Regions from separate parts of the Zea mays genome. Here regions 1, 3 and 4 are each linked to region 2. The links are chromatin contacts, called in public Hi-C maps. All regions are on one chromosome and are shown on one strand. The core of a region is the stretch at or near the end of the contact, and the rest is flanking DNA. Distances in the headings are between cores, read along the strand shown. Region 1 holds the start of LOC100280066 (Nicotinamide adenine dinucleotide transporter 1 chloroplastic). Region 2 holds the start of LOC103635572 (cation-chloride cotransporter 1). Region 3 holds the start of LOC100280776 (subtilisin-chymotrypsin inhibitor CI-1C). Region 4 holds the start of LOC103637104 (lysophospholipid acyltransferase LPEAT1).

What was found. Hi-C and Micro-C count contacts between places; a contact is called where the count stands out from the background.
Region 1: a contact with region 2 is called in a Hi-C map of ear, with 2.9 times the contacts expected there. The contact joins the promoter of LOC100280066 here to the promoter of LOC103635572 in region 2. A contact is called at or near these places in 3 of 25 Hi-C or Micro-C datasets (ear, leaf and tassel).
Region 3: a Hi-C map of endosperm shows a contact between it and region 2, with 3 times the contacts expected there. The contact joins the promoter of LOC100280776 here to the promoter of LOC103635572 in region 2. A contact is called at or near these places in 5 of 25 Hi-C or Micro-C datasets (bundle sheath, ear, endosperm and 2 more).
Region 4: a contact with region 2 is called in a Hi-C map of tassel, with 3 times the contacts expected there. The contact joins the promoter of LOC103637104 here to the promoter of LOC103635572 in region 2. A contact is called at or near these places in 6 of 25 Hi-C or Micro-C datasets (bundle sheath, ear, endosperm and 3 more) and 1 of 3 datasets of contacts at active chromatin or transcription factors (leaf).

The regions. Positions count from the first base shown.
Region 1 is chr8:95,552,895-95,556,190 of Zm-B73-REFERENCE-NAM-5.0, reverse strand. LOC100280066 (Nicotinamide adenine dinucleotide transporter 1 chloroplastic) reads right to left here and starts at 1,257. Exons shown (of 9, transcript NM_001358393.1): 1 at 633-1,257; 2 at 442-537. The coding sequence starts at 504.
Region 2 is chr8:96,039,429-96,042,590 of Zm-B73-REFERENCE-NAM-5.0, reverse strand. LOC103635572 (cation-chloride cotransporter 1) reads right to left here and starts at 1,501. Exons shown (of 14, transcript XM_020543276.3): 1 at 1,332-1,501; 2 at 979-1,166. The coding sequence starts at 1,154.
Region 3 is chr8:95,678,937-95,682,147 of Zm-B73-REFERENCE-NAM-5.0, reverse strand. LOC100280776 (subtilisin-chymotrypsin inhibitor CI-1C) reads left to right here and starts at 1,761. Exons shown (of 1, transcript NM_001153698.3): 1 at 1,761-2,192. The coding sequence starts at 1,815. The coding sequence ends at 2,027.
Region 4 is chr8:95,695,910-95,699,043 of Zm-B73-REFERENCE-NAM-5.0, reverse strand. LOC103637104 (lysophospholipid acyltransferase LPEAT1) reads left to right here and starts at 1,287. Exons shown (of 9, transcript NM_001411375.1): 1 at 1,287-1,947; 2 at 2,504-2,623; 3 at 2,740-2,777; 4 at 2,951-3,015. The coding sequence starts at 1,432.

The DNA.
Region 1 (3,296 bases), core at 8-2,507, 490 kb after region 2:
TCATGGGTGAAGTTTTGGTAAGCCACTAACCTCTCTGTTTTGGTATTTAACTTCATATTATTGTCTGAAATTATGATATACTGGTATTTTTCCTATGTTGCTTAAAACTACATTTAAACTTTGTCTAAACGTTTAAAAGTCAAAATTTCATCCATAAGTGTTTCAACGTTTTATCGTTTTAATAACCTTGCCCCATACTAAGCAGATTTTCTCTAACCTATCTGTTCAAATTGTCCACATGACATCACAGACCAAAACCAAATGCAAATACCCCATTCTTCCCAGCTTATGCACCACGTACCAATCATCTTGCATTCTCGGCACAACTCAACAACACCAGAACAGGCTCGCTGTTCCAAACAGGTTTGTGTATGTTTCCAACTCAAGAGCAAAAAAAAAATGAATAAAAAATGACAAGAAATCCTTGGAGCAAGTTCCCACCTCCAATTGTGCCTGTGGTAAGCTTGGGCCATCCGTGTACCTGGAACCTGGTCTTGATGACATCGAGCGGGCACACGAAGGTCGCCGCCACCACGCCTGCGCCCAAAGCCCAGATCATCTCCGAAACCCCGAACATTGAAACCACACGCCGAAATGCATCGAGGAATTCCCGCGCAAACGCTGCCACTTACCAGCGGAGGCGCCGGCGACAGCGTGGCAGAGGAGGCCGCGGGCGGTCGTGGGGCCGTGATGGTGGTGGTTCTGCGACGACGAGGACACGGACGGCGGCGCCGGCGCCGGCGAGGTCGCGACGTCCCCCGGCATCTCGCTCCGACCGTCCTCCCCTCCCCGATCCGCACCTCGGCCACGCGTCGCTGCAGCCAGGGAGCCCCTTTTCCAACGCTTACTTGCGCGAGAGAATCACGCACGCGGCACAGAGCGCATCAGCGTCGGCACCCGATCGCGTCGCCGGCGGCGGGCCCGCGGACGGCCGAGTAGGGTTAGGGTTTGGGATCCGAGCCGGAAGCGGTGGGCATTGGGACGGGGCCGGGTGTATGCAAGGCTAGCTTCGCTTCTCCCTCTCGGCTTCGTTTCCGTCGTCAATCACGGCATCCCTTGCCTCGCCTCGCCTGAGCTTCTTCTCAAGCGCTCTCTCGGACTCGAAGCCTCGGAGGCGAGGGTGAGTAGGCCCGTGTGCTGTGGTGTACTGTGTACACACGGAAGCTGGAACAGAGTGGGCCCGTGCAGGGAGGTGACGTCCCACTGGGTTGCGGATCCGTCACTTTGTTGAGCCCAGTGTCAGTGGCATGTGTGGCGCTACCCTCGCTGCGTGCACGCGCTGCCGGCTGCTGTGGTTGACGACGAGGCCCCGGAGATCAGGGATCGGTGACCCAGTGTCATTGAGATGTCTCTACTCGCTTTGTGTGCCGTATGCCGTGTGCGTGGACGGGAAAACTTTATTAGTCTTTTGTGTGTGTGTGAGAAACGGATAGCTCAGTTGTCTTGTGTATGCGGTCATGGCAGGGAGCCAGGCCAGCTCGCAGCCGTTCCAGTCTGCCATGCGGATGCGGGTAGCTGTTCCGGGGGGCTGCGACTGCGAGGCCCACGGCGATGCCTGGTCGCCGCTTACCGGTGACGTCGTGGACCATGTGGGCCGTTCAGGACGGAGCTGTGGAATTAAATGGGCGGCGGGTCTTCGTCATTTCTCTCTCATCCTAGAGATGGGAGTCCTCTTTGGTTTCAACAGATTTTGAACATACGATATAATGCAGAGATGACACTTTTTCCAAAGCAGAATCCCACAGTCTCTTTCATCCTTGATAATAGAAGATATTGGGAAGTTGACATATTCTACAATGCAAAAATACATAGATCCAGTGGTGTTTGAATGCACTAGAGTTAATAGATAGTGACTAAAATTAGCTATAGACATCCAAATACTCTAACTAATATTTTGGCTTTAAACTATGTTTAGTAAATTAGTTACTTCCTCCTATGTTCTATTAGTTGTTTGAGTCAATTTTATAAATTTTGGCTATAAATAATTGTTATTTAATTTTTAAATCTAAACACTGATTTGTCTTTAAATTATTTTTAAAAAAGTATAAATGTATTAAACGACAAATAATAGAACACTGGAGAGAGTAATATCTAGCTAGCTATTTATTAGGGGGTGTTTGGTTTATAGAGACTAATGTTTAATCCCTTCATTTTATTCTATTTTAGTCTATAAATTGTCAAATATAGAAACTAAAATAGAGTTTTTGTAGTTTCTATATTTGATAATTTTGGAACTAAAATAGAATAAAATGTAGGGACTAAAAATTAGTCCCTAGAAACCAAACACCTCCTTAGTTAACTAATTTCACTAGTAACTTTTTAGTCAACTTAATATTAGTTTTATTGTATTCAAACACCTCTAAACACTATAGTCGGTAGGAATCTCTTGGGAATATCAGTTCCTTAGAATTTCTTTGAAACCAAACCCTGCCAAAATCGTCTTCACTTTGCAAACTCCGCTGGACACCGTACCGCGCCGTGGTACGAACGTCCGTGACATCTATTTTGATCAGACAACTAATAATACATAAACGGAAGCTAGTACTATTCCGTGATGTGTAACCTTGTTTTTGCCTTTTCTTAAAAAAAATCTAACAATTCTTATTAAATCCGCGTTAACGAAAGTCATAGGACTTGTTTGGATGCACGTGATTTAGGGGTTATTTAAGAGTAAATGAATTGGATGAGATTGATGGTCTGTTATTTAAGACTAAGGCCCTGTTTGGCACAGCTGCTGCTTGTTGAAAAAGCAGCTTATCTGATAAGCTGGTGAAAAGCAGCTTCTGCTTGTTGGCTGCTTTTAGTGTATTCTGAGAAGCAGCTGAACTGATAAGCTGCTGCAGAAGCTAGCTGTTTGGTAGAACTTTTGCTTAAATTTGTGAAGAAGCTGAAAATAAGCTGTGCCAAACAGGGCCTAAATGAATTGGATGAGATTTGAGTTTAAAATCCCTTACTATTCAAAATTTAATAATAAAGTCTCGTTTGTTTCCTTTCATTTTGAGGAATTGGAATCTTACTAATGGAATAGGCTATTTTTTTAGAATGTGACATTCCACCACTTTCCAAAGTTATCATATAAGTCTATCTTAAATTCATGGGGTGAGAGATGGAAATTGATTCTATAGATTTACATGATATTTTTCCGATGCACAATTTATAGCACACTCTTCTACTTGCTTCGCTATAACATAAATGTAGTATATAACTATCTCTCTCATATGATTTAGGATAATATACAAATATATTACATATATAAATATATGAACTTAATTAGTTTTGTCTAAATTATAATTATT
Region 2 (3,162 bases), core at 252-2,751:
TTGATATTGATGAGTTGGATGATGATGGTTACTGATCCTATAAGCAAATTCTAACTTGCATGTTGCATAGACTTTTGTGGTTGAACTTGATCCATTTCCCTTTATGATATTTGTTTAGTGAACTCAAGTACTCAACTTACGAGTATAAACATATACTATCCTATTGTTTTATGTCAAGTCCAAAAGGACGTTTCAACGTATAAATGTTGAAAAGGTGTATCCTAACGTTTTATCGTTTTACCGCTTTAATAACCATGTTTTCAAGTATTACAAACTGACATCAAACACTCTAAACACAAAACTTAAATCTACATCGACAAGCCAACAGTTGCTTGACACAAGGCATGATTTAAGTTATGGTTAGAAGTTGAAAAAAATATTAGGACAGAGGAAATGGCTAGAATTCAAACTACCACTAATGATCGAAGCATTGTACCAATCAGAAGTGACCATCACTATGGAGCAACTGACTATTTTCAAAGCAATCGGTAGTGGTTTCAATATTTATTGAATTCAATAACAATTTCAGCATCGGTCAAGCATCCAATCTTCTAGAAAAGAAAGAGGCATCAGGCATCCATATTATCACTACTGATTTCAACAATGGTGGCATTGCAGTTGCAGGCGCTCCCATAAAACAGAAAACAGATGTGGCAGACATGGTCTCACAGACTTGCTCCTGATGACCACAGTTTTAAATAGGAAGAAGCAACCCAAGGCCCAAAATAGTAATTTCAGTGTTTCCTAACATCCCAGATTGAGTATGCTCAACAGTCCACCGCTACTCTCCACTTACTCCGTTCAACACCCCATGTCCTAAACAATTCATGTCCAAGAGAATGCACACACTATTTCGCAGCAACTATACTAGTTATCCACGCAGCAGTAACCTCTGAATTCAGCACGTATGCGATCTGCTAGCACGTGACATAACAAATTGCTCGCGAAACCTGCAAATGTGATTAGAGTCCGCATCACCTTGGCGGCTGGGGAGTCACGACGGCATCGATTGTGGAAGAGGAGGATCCCGGCTCCATGGAAGTCATCTGGATCACAGCGCGGTCGCTCGACCCGACCGGCCGGTACCGCCGCCCATTGGGCGGCGAGGGCACTGGCGGTGCGTCGTCGGCCTCCTCGATTCCACCGTTCTCCATCCCTCGGGAACGCTGCGGAACACATCCCGGTGAGATCCAGAGTTCAGAGGTACACACGCTAACTAACCCCGCACAGCCGGCGTCGGATCCAGATCCGCAGCGGCGCGTGCTAGCGGGAGGAGCAGCGCCTGCGCAACAGGTGGGGAACGGAGAGAGGTCTCCGGATGCTCCGCTTACCTGGAGGAGGTGGTGGGAGGCGATAGCGGTTTCAGTGGCGGAGGAGGAGGAGACGCCAGCGGCGACAGTGGCGGCGGCTGCGGAAGGTGGGCAACGGTCAGAGGAAGTAAAGACATGAAACTCGCTTTTTTTTTACTACTCTGTTTTTTTTCGTACTATGCCTTGCGAATGTAGAATCGTCCTTTTTTGCGAACGTAGAATCGGCCGTTTTGGGCCGGTTTTCGCTAAATTTTAGTCGTGTTTTTGCTGCGAATTTTTATATATCATATAAATAGTTATTAAGATATTAATTTAAATGTAATTATTGTTTATTTGTAAACACAAAGGTACATGTGGTTTGATAGTTAAACCTAAATTTCTCGAGCAGCGGGATATGGGTTTAATTGCTCACTCTGCACTGTTTTTAGACCATCTCCAACTATTATGTAAAAAGGTTCCTAAATTTCAGTTTAAGAAGTTATTAGAAAAAAAACATGTCTCGAATGGTACCCTAAACAATGTTGCTAAATTTAAAAAGCTACTATTTTATCCTTTCTTGTCCCCACATTTGGCAATCCGAGAGACTCCCCCAAAGCATTTTTTATATGAAATTAGTGTTATATCTATTCTGTTTTTATTCTCTTTTATTTTTTATCAATAAACTTGGAGCTACTATGTGGAAAATAATTTCGCTGCATGTTACATTTTTATTTCTGCATTTTGCAATTTAGGTCATGTTTGAAATCGATGATTCGAATTTTAGAACCATTGCAAGACCAATATCAATATATCTCTACTACTATTAAGGCTGCAAGGGTAGTCGGTCATTCCCGTGTTCTGCCACCTGTCATTCCCATCATTCCCCCGTACAGTCCACGTCTAGCTAAAATTAAAAAAAACACATGTCCTCAAGGGGATTTGAACCCGTGACCTCTTAAGCAAAGGCTAGGAGTAGCTACCACTACACCACATATGTGTTTATGTCTACATTTATGACAGGAAACACATCTATTACATCTCTCACCAAGCTCACTTGCTACCCTTTCACAATGCGTAGTAGTAGATAAGTATCACCGAGATTCTTGAATTAGATTTTTGGATGGAGATAATATTATTTAAAGAAGAGCTTTGCATGCAATTTATTTTGTTTGCATAATGTATTATACTTAAATTCTTTTTTTTTTGCATGCGTGACATTTTTCTCCGTAATATTTTTTTCCATAGATCAGACTTCTGAGTCATTTCCATAAACCAACGCCAAGCATGAATCCATGTTTCTTACTTGAAACTCCGAACAAACACCATGAGCAGGAGGCACTCACGTTAGCGTCGCTCATCGATGACGAGAAGAAGCTTGGCGACTGTTAGTTCGACCTCTAAAAGCAGTCTTACGTGGTCGCATGCGCCGCTGTGTACGACAAGCTCCCGCGAAGCCACCACTTGGACGCGGTCCAGAGCAGCTGTACCGCGCTGTCCATCGTTAAGCAGGGAGGCCTCATGGTTGTCGCCAACATCGACGACTCTCAGGTTGTTCTGGACACCGCATCCGACGACGACGCCATCACGTCGTCTAGCTCATCGTCCACCTGAAGCCCAACCTACCACGTAAGTCGCTACTGACCGAACATGAATTCTTGTGCGCTGGGACGATGGACGTTGCTGACGTTGTGTGAGTGTCCTCGAACATGATGTATGTAGTGGAGTAGCGCATCTGGTGGTGCAACGGCCAGGGGTACTACCTCGCTGATGAGCCCGAGGTACACTTTGTTTGGCAGCCCAACCAAGAGTCATCGGTACTCGTCATGTCGCGCGCGTTCGACGACTACTATATCGAGGATTGTGGCGTCATCTT
Region 3 (3,211 bases), core at 512-3,011, 360 kb after region 2:
TAGAGAAACGGATTTGTAAGCAGCAGTACATGTTTTTTTGAGTAAAATATGCAAAATATTGCTTTCTGAGTACTTAAAATGAAGCCTGGAATATTCAAATTAAACAAGCACTAAAGCTAACAAAATTGGCTCTACAGATGTGTTACAAAAGCTAATCTCAATACCGACATACCGTACACATCAGGCTGGATACTGAGATTAGAAGTTACACTAAAGTCAGCATTAGTTAATAAGTTATAGTGCATGGCAAATAGGAACCAAGCCTGAACTAATTGAAACTGGTGTATCTATGTACTCCATCCATTTGAATTTATAATTTATTTGATTTTTACATCAAATTTGACCGTCTCGTTTTATTAAAATAATCCATAGTTATTATTCATTTTTCCATGATATTGTTAAGTATACAATATACTTTAAGTATAACTTTGATTTTTTTATTTCAAAATTTGGATAAGACGAGTGAGTTAAACTTAATAAAAAGTTAAATGATTATAAATTGGGATGGTGGGAGTATTTATTAATCCCTTTCCCCCCCAAGAGAAGTACGGCGTGCAATGCCATGGGCAGCGATAGAGCTCTGGATATAAATCAAGAATCTATATAGATTGTTTTTTTTCTAGATAACTCAAAACACATACAAGAAAAATGCACTTTATGGCACTGGCCAAAGAAGAGAAAGACCTTTCTCAGTTGGAGGACATGATTAAGAAGGCTGCTTGTTCTTCTTATTAAATTTTAGTCCCTGCCACATCGAATATTTAGATGTTACTAGTTACAAGTATTAAATGTAATTTAATTACATAAATAATGATTAAATGATAAGATGAGCCTATTAAACCTAATTAGTCCATAATTCGATTATTGATGTTATGATGCTAATCATGAATTAATTAGGTTTAATAAGTTTATCTCACTATTTAGTCTTATACTGTATTTAGTTTTATAATAATTAAAGTATATTTAATATTTGCAAATGCATTCAAACATATGATACGACATAAACTAAACTCTAGGTCATGAAACCAAACACCCCTCGCCCCTACGGGTGACTTGCGCAGACCACCCTGCGGCCGCTAAAAACCCTCTAACACCTCTCCCCCGACCTCGCCACTGCTAGGGCATTTCATCGGAGCCCAGGATATATATTTTGTTTGGAATGAGCGACCATCCCTGACTTTGCTGTTCCGATTTTTGAGCTCATGGGCGGGCGTCGTCAACATCGGCAACGACGACGGAAGTGGTAGCGGCGGAGAGGATGGAGATGCAAAGAGAAACGGGAAAAGTGGTGTGTGTCCAGGAGTGGGAAAAAGAAGACGTGAGATGGCGAGAGTGAGGCGTGAAGGGCACGCGCCCGGCAAAAACTATGGTCTAGACCATAGTATCCAAGACTCTAAAAATATTGGGATTTTAGCTATACCATGGTATTTAACATGGTATTTAAAACGCTGCGGAATTCGTCGTTTGCATCGGCGCCGAAATTGCAATGCCGGCCGTGGAACTAGGACAGAACACGCAGGCCACGGAGACGGACTCGTTCCAAGCCGGCCGCATCCGACACCCACAAGGCGCAGAACCCAGAAAAAAAAAAGAAGAAGCGAAGCGAGAGATGCCAAGGGTGTGGTTTGGTTTGCTTGCACCAAATGTCAGCTTGAATTCGAAGCCAAATGACGCAAAGGCATCCCGCATCCCATGTGAACGATGCCTGGTCTCTTCTGGTTCCCATCTATATATATAGCAAGCTATCCATGCGCAAAACCAAAGAGGATCGATCCATCAGCTAGCTATCCATTGGACGCAGTCCGTGAGTGAAAATGAGCCATAGCCATAGCACTAAGACATCGTGGCCGGAGGTGGAGGGGATGCCTGCTGAGGTGGCGAAGCGCAAGATCCAGGAGGACCGCCCGGACATCCAGGTGATCCTTGTGCCTGTCGACTCCGCCGTGACCGATGACTTCAACACCAAGCGCGTCCGCGTCTTCTTCGACAAGGCCGGCAACGTGGCACAAGTCCCCAAGATCGGCTAGGGCAAATAGTGTCGTTACTTCAGTTCTATCCAGTCGAAGCTCATCTTAGTTGTATGCGGTGTTATATACAGTATTATGCACTCGTATTTTAACTTTCAAGATGCAGCTTTACGACCATATTATTCAAAAACGGCCGAGTTATATATAACCCGTATATATTTGGGAGTACTTCTATCCGAATAAATTCTCTTGAAATTCTTTTGAGTAAGCAAGGGCGGAGCCAAGGAAAAAAACTAGGAGGGATCATCAAATTAAACCGCTATAGTATATGAGTCTCTTCTACATTATATCATGTATATTTTAAATTTTAGAGGATGTTTTAGTAGAGCTTCATAGACTCAGGATGCAGGAGCCATAGAGGGCTCGAGCCTCGGGTGTCGCCGTTGCTTCCGCAGGACCAATTTATCTTAGGGCTAGTTTGGAAACTCAAATCCCCTTCGAGATTGGAGAGGAAATTAGTTCATTTCCACCCCAATCCCCTCCAATTTCGAAGGGGATTTGAGGTTCCCAAAGTAGCCATAAGAGTAACTCCAAAAGGATGTTAAAAATTTTACCCTAAAAATTGATTATTAAGAGCAATCTAAAAAAATTTAAGAGTGAATTATGATGGGTACTCAAACAGTTTCTTTAAATGTGACATGTGGCACAATCTGTACAGTCGTCGGGAGACCGTGGATGATCTGATACGTTGAGGAATGGATTGGGGAGGGATAGAACACACCAAAATATGAGGGAGAAGAGGCTGTGGATGCGGGACGCTAATTTTTTGGGGGAAGAATGAGTGAGCTGTTGGAATAAGAAAAACCACTATTCTTGACTAATATCTATTTTAGGGTTAGTTTATACGTTCTTTTGGAGTTGCTCTAACTAGTAATTTGTTGGTTTATAAATCCACGTTGAATTCCAATACCACACTACACATACACGTATTAACTGTCAAAGCGACATAAAATACCTCATCCCCTTATATGGTCATCCAACACCAAAACCAATATAGAAATGATTTAAATCACATTTTTCTTTCAATCTCCACCTTTTTGGTGATTGATGCCAACACAACCAAAACAAATATGAAACATTTATAAATTGAAACTTGTTTGCTAAGGATCATATGTTCATAAAATCTTTACAACTAATTAAGTACTCAGTGTAGGCGTCCACATGCGCGTGTTCTGCCTCCAGAA
Region 4 (3,134 bases), core at 38-2,537, 340 kb after region 2:
GACCTTCGGCCGAAGGAACATGTGAAGAAGCTTCGCATATACGTTCAAGTAGCGAAGGTGCGAACCGAAGCTGATACCTTCAGGAAAGGAGAAAGGTTTTGAATGTCTCACATCCGGTTTTAGAAGGTAAACCAAACGCGAACCATGTACATGCTAGGATCAGAAATTCATGTACACGACGATTACATAATTGGTCATTATCACACAATACTGAAATATTAGCAAAAATAAATATTACTTTATTACATCATGATGTCCAAAGCATCCACATAGTCATTAACTTAACACATAAATCAAAGTGTTGAACGAAATGTAGTAAGATAAGGCCTTCACAGGCAGCCGACTAGAGGTTTGCCACTAGCAAAGGAGCTCTCATATAACAAAGCCCAAGACCTACGTAGTGGAGAAAGGAGAAAATACAATATTACCCTGATATCATTTGTAAACAATGAGTGTAAAGCCTTAAGGGGCATGATTGTAATCTTGTACAAAGACAATTCATCTTCCCTATAAATAGGTGACTCGTACCCTGCATAAGTTACATTTTTAAGGGCCATAACTTCGTGCTACTTAGCCTTCGAAGAACCTTCATGCCATCCTGTATCTAGCAGCCGAAGGTATGCTTGTAAACTTCTTTATCAGAAGAGATGAAATAAAATTTTAAGGCATAGGAGATGAGTTTTATATAAAGTTCTACATTGTCTCTTTCGTGTTATTTCATTATGCTTCTCTCTAAAAACTTTCATCCTTCGTTCTAACACTCCGAAGAAGTGTTATATCAAAGGACGAAGGTCTTTGTATTTAACTTGTGTTGCCTTGGTTTTTGATACCTTACGAGAAATTGAAATAAAATACTAACAATTTTCTACTCATAATCTTCCTCCTCCCTTGGACAGATTAAAGGAATGAAGGCTCCTTATCATTGATTATGTTGTCCTGTTTTAGCGTCCCTTTAAGAATCAGAACAAGTGATCAATATTAGAGCCCACCTCTAGTGAATCCACAACAACGAGCACATCTTCATCATGTCTTCGAAGAAGTCAGCATCGAGGTGAGTGTTTTGCTTTTTCTAACTTAGTTCATGTCACATCAAATATTTGAATATCAATTATAAATATTAAATATAGATGTAATTATATTTAATAAATTCGTCTCGTCTTTTAGTCTTTAATTACTTTTTAAATTAAACTTTGATGTTGCTGTTGACGATGTAATTTTAAAATATCTTCTACTTAATCACCACCACCATGTTACTAACTTCCCAGCCGTCCGATCAAAATTCAGCGGTTCATCCTCCTTCTCCCCGCCACCGTCTCCTCGTCGTCTCCTCGTCGCACAAGTCATCACCGACCGTATCCGCATCTCGTCGTCCTCACCATGCCGATCCGGCGTCAGCGCTAGGGTTAGGGTCTCCTCTGCGCCTTTATCGCCATGGCTCCTAACGAAGCCGCTAGCATCACCACCCCGTCCGAGCCGGAGAGCGTGGGCGGCAGTGAGATGAGCAGCGAAGACATGGCCGCCGCCAGTCCGCTCCTCTCGTCGTCCTCCCCCTCCCCTTCCCCCTCCGCAGCCCCGGTGCTGGAGAGCATAGAGGAACTGGACCGGAAGTACGCACCGTACGCGCGGCGGGACGCGTACGGACCGATGGGGCTCGGCCCCGTGAGCGCAGCGGAGGCTGCGCGGCTGGCGTTTGCCGCGGTCGTGCTGGTCCCGCTCCGTGTCGTGGCAGGTGTTCTCGTACTCGTGGTCTACTACCTCGTGTGCCGCGTGTGCACGCTGCGGGTGGAGGAGGACCGGGAGGGCGGCGAAGGGGATGGGTACGCGCGGTTGGACGGGTGGAGGCGGGCGGGGGCTGTGCGGTGCGGCCGCGCACTCGCTCGCGCCATGTTGTTTGTCTTCGGGTTCTATTGGATCCGAGAGTACGACAGCCGCCTTCCCAATGCTGAGGTAGTGACGATGTAGTTCTAGTTCTTTATGCAAGCTTCGGATTGCTTTATTTTCTGCTTGCCTTCTTTGCTCTTGATTTCGTGAGCAAGGGAAGAACTGAATAGTGTAATATTTAACAGTATTTGATACAATATATAGGATAGCTATTAGCCTTGATGTTTGATTGCGGGCAGCATGTTTTTTTTCCTGTGTGGATCAGATAGTGGACCTGTAGCATATGGATTGATTAAATTTATGGTAACTATGTGCACTCTGTCATTGTGCATCGGTGCATCTATTAGTTTGTGTGGAAGAGCTGCATCTATTTGTTTGCAGCTAAAATGTTTGCAGACATCAGAATTTGATGATAATGTGATAATTCTGGTGGTGGTTGTGTAGCATGGTCACCATTTGTAACAGAATATAGTATCAATGTAGTTTTAGCCTTTACTGACTGACTACAGGTGAATCCTACTTGGGGGGGGGGGGGGGGTTGAACGATGAGTGGAATGAATATTATATATGGCTGATTTGTGTCTATGTCATCTCCAGCTATCGTAATTCATTAATATTTCAGGATGGCCATGTGGACCAGTCTAAAGAAATCGAAAGGCCTGGGGCAATTGTGTCTAATCATGTATCTTATGTGGATATTCTTTATCACATGTCAGCCTCTTTTCCTAGTTTTGTTGCTAAGGTACTGTAATGTTTTTTGTGATAATGTAATTATGTTTATTTGATTTCTCAAAACTTTACCATTAAGATATATTGATTTTGACATGCCTCTTTTGCATATCTCTATCCTTCTTGAAGAGATCAGTGGCTAGATTGCCTCTAGTTGGTCTCATAAGGTACTAGCATTCTCTACTGTCTTTGGAGTTATATTTTCACTAAGTTTTGTACCAGAAATTATAACATGATCTTGTGGTAGATAGTTTAACTGGACGAATGTTTACTTGTATTTACTTCATATAAGAATATAAGATAAATTGGAAAAAATGACATGTGTTCTATTTTTATGCAGCAAATGTCTTGGATGCATTTTTGTTCAGCGGGAGTCGAAAACACCAGATTTCAAAGGTGTTTCAGGTGATTTCAATAGGCCTAAACCAACATGGTTTGTCTTTTTTCGTGACATTTGAGGATAAAATCTTATTTTCTAATTGCCAAAACTTGAGTATGTTTGGAAAAATAACGTACTACTGACT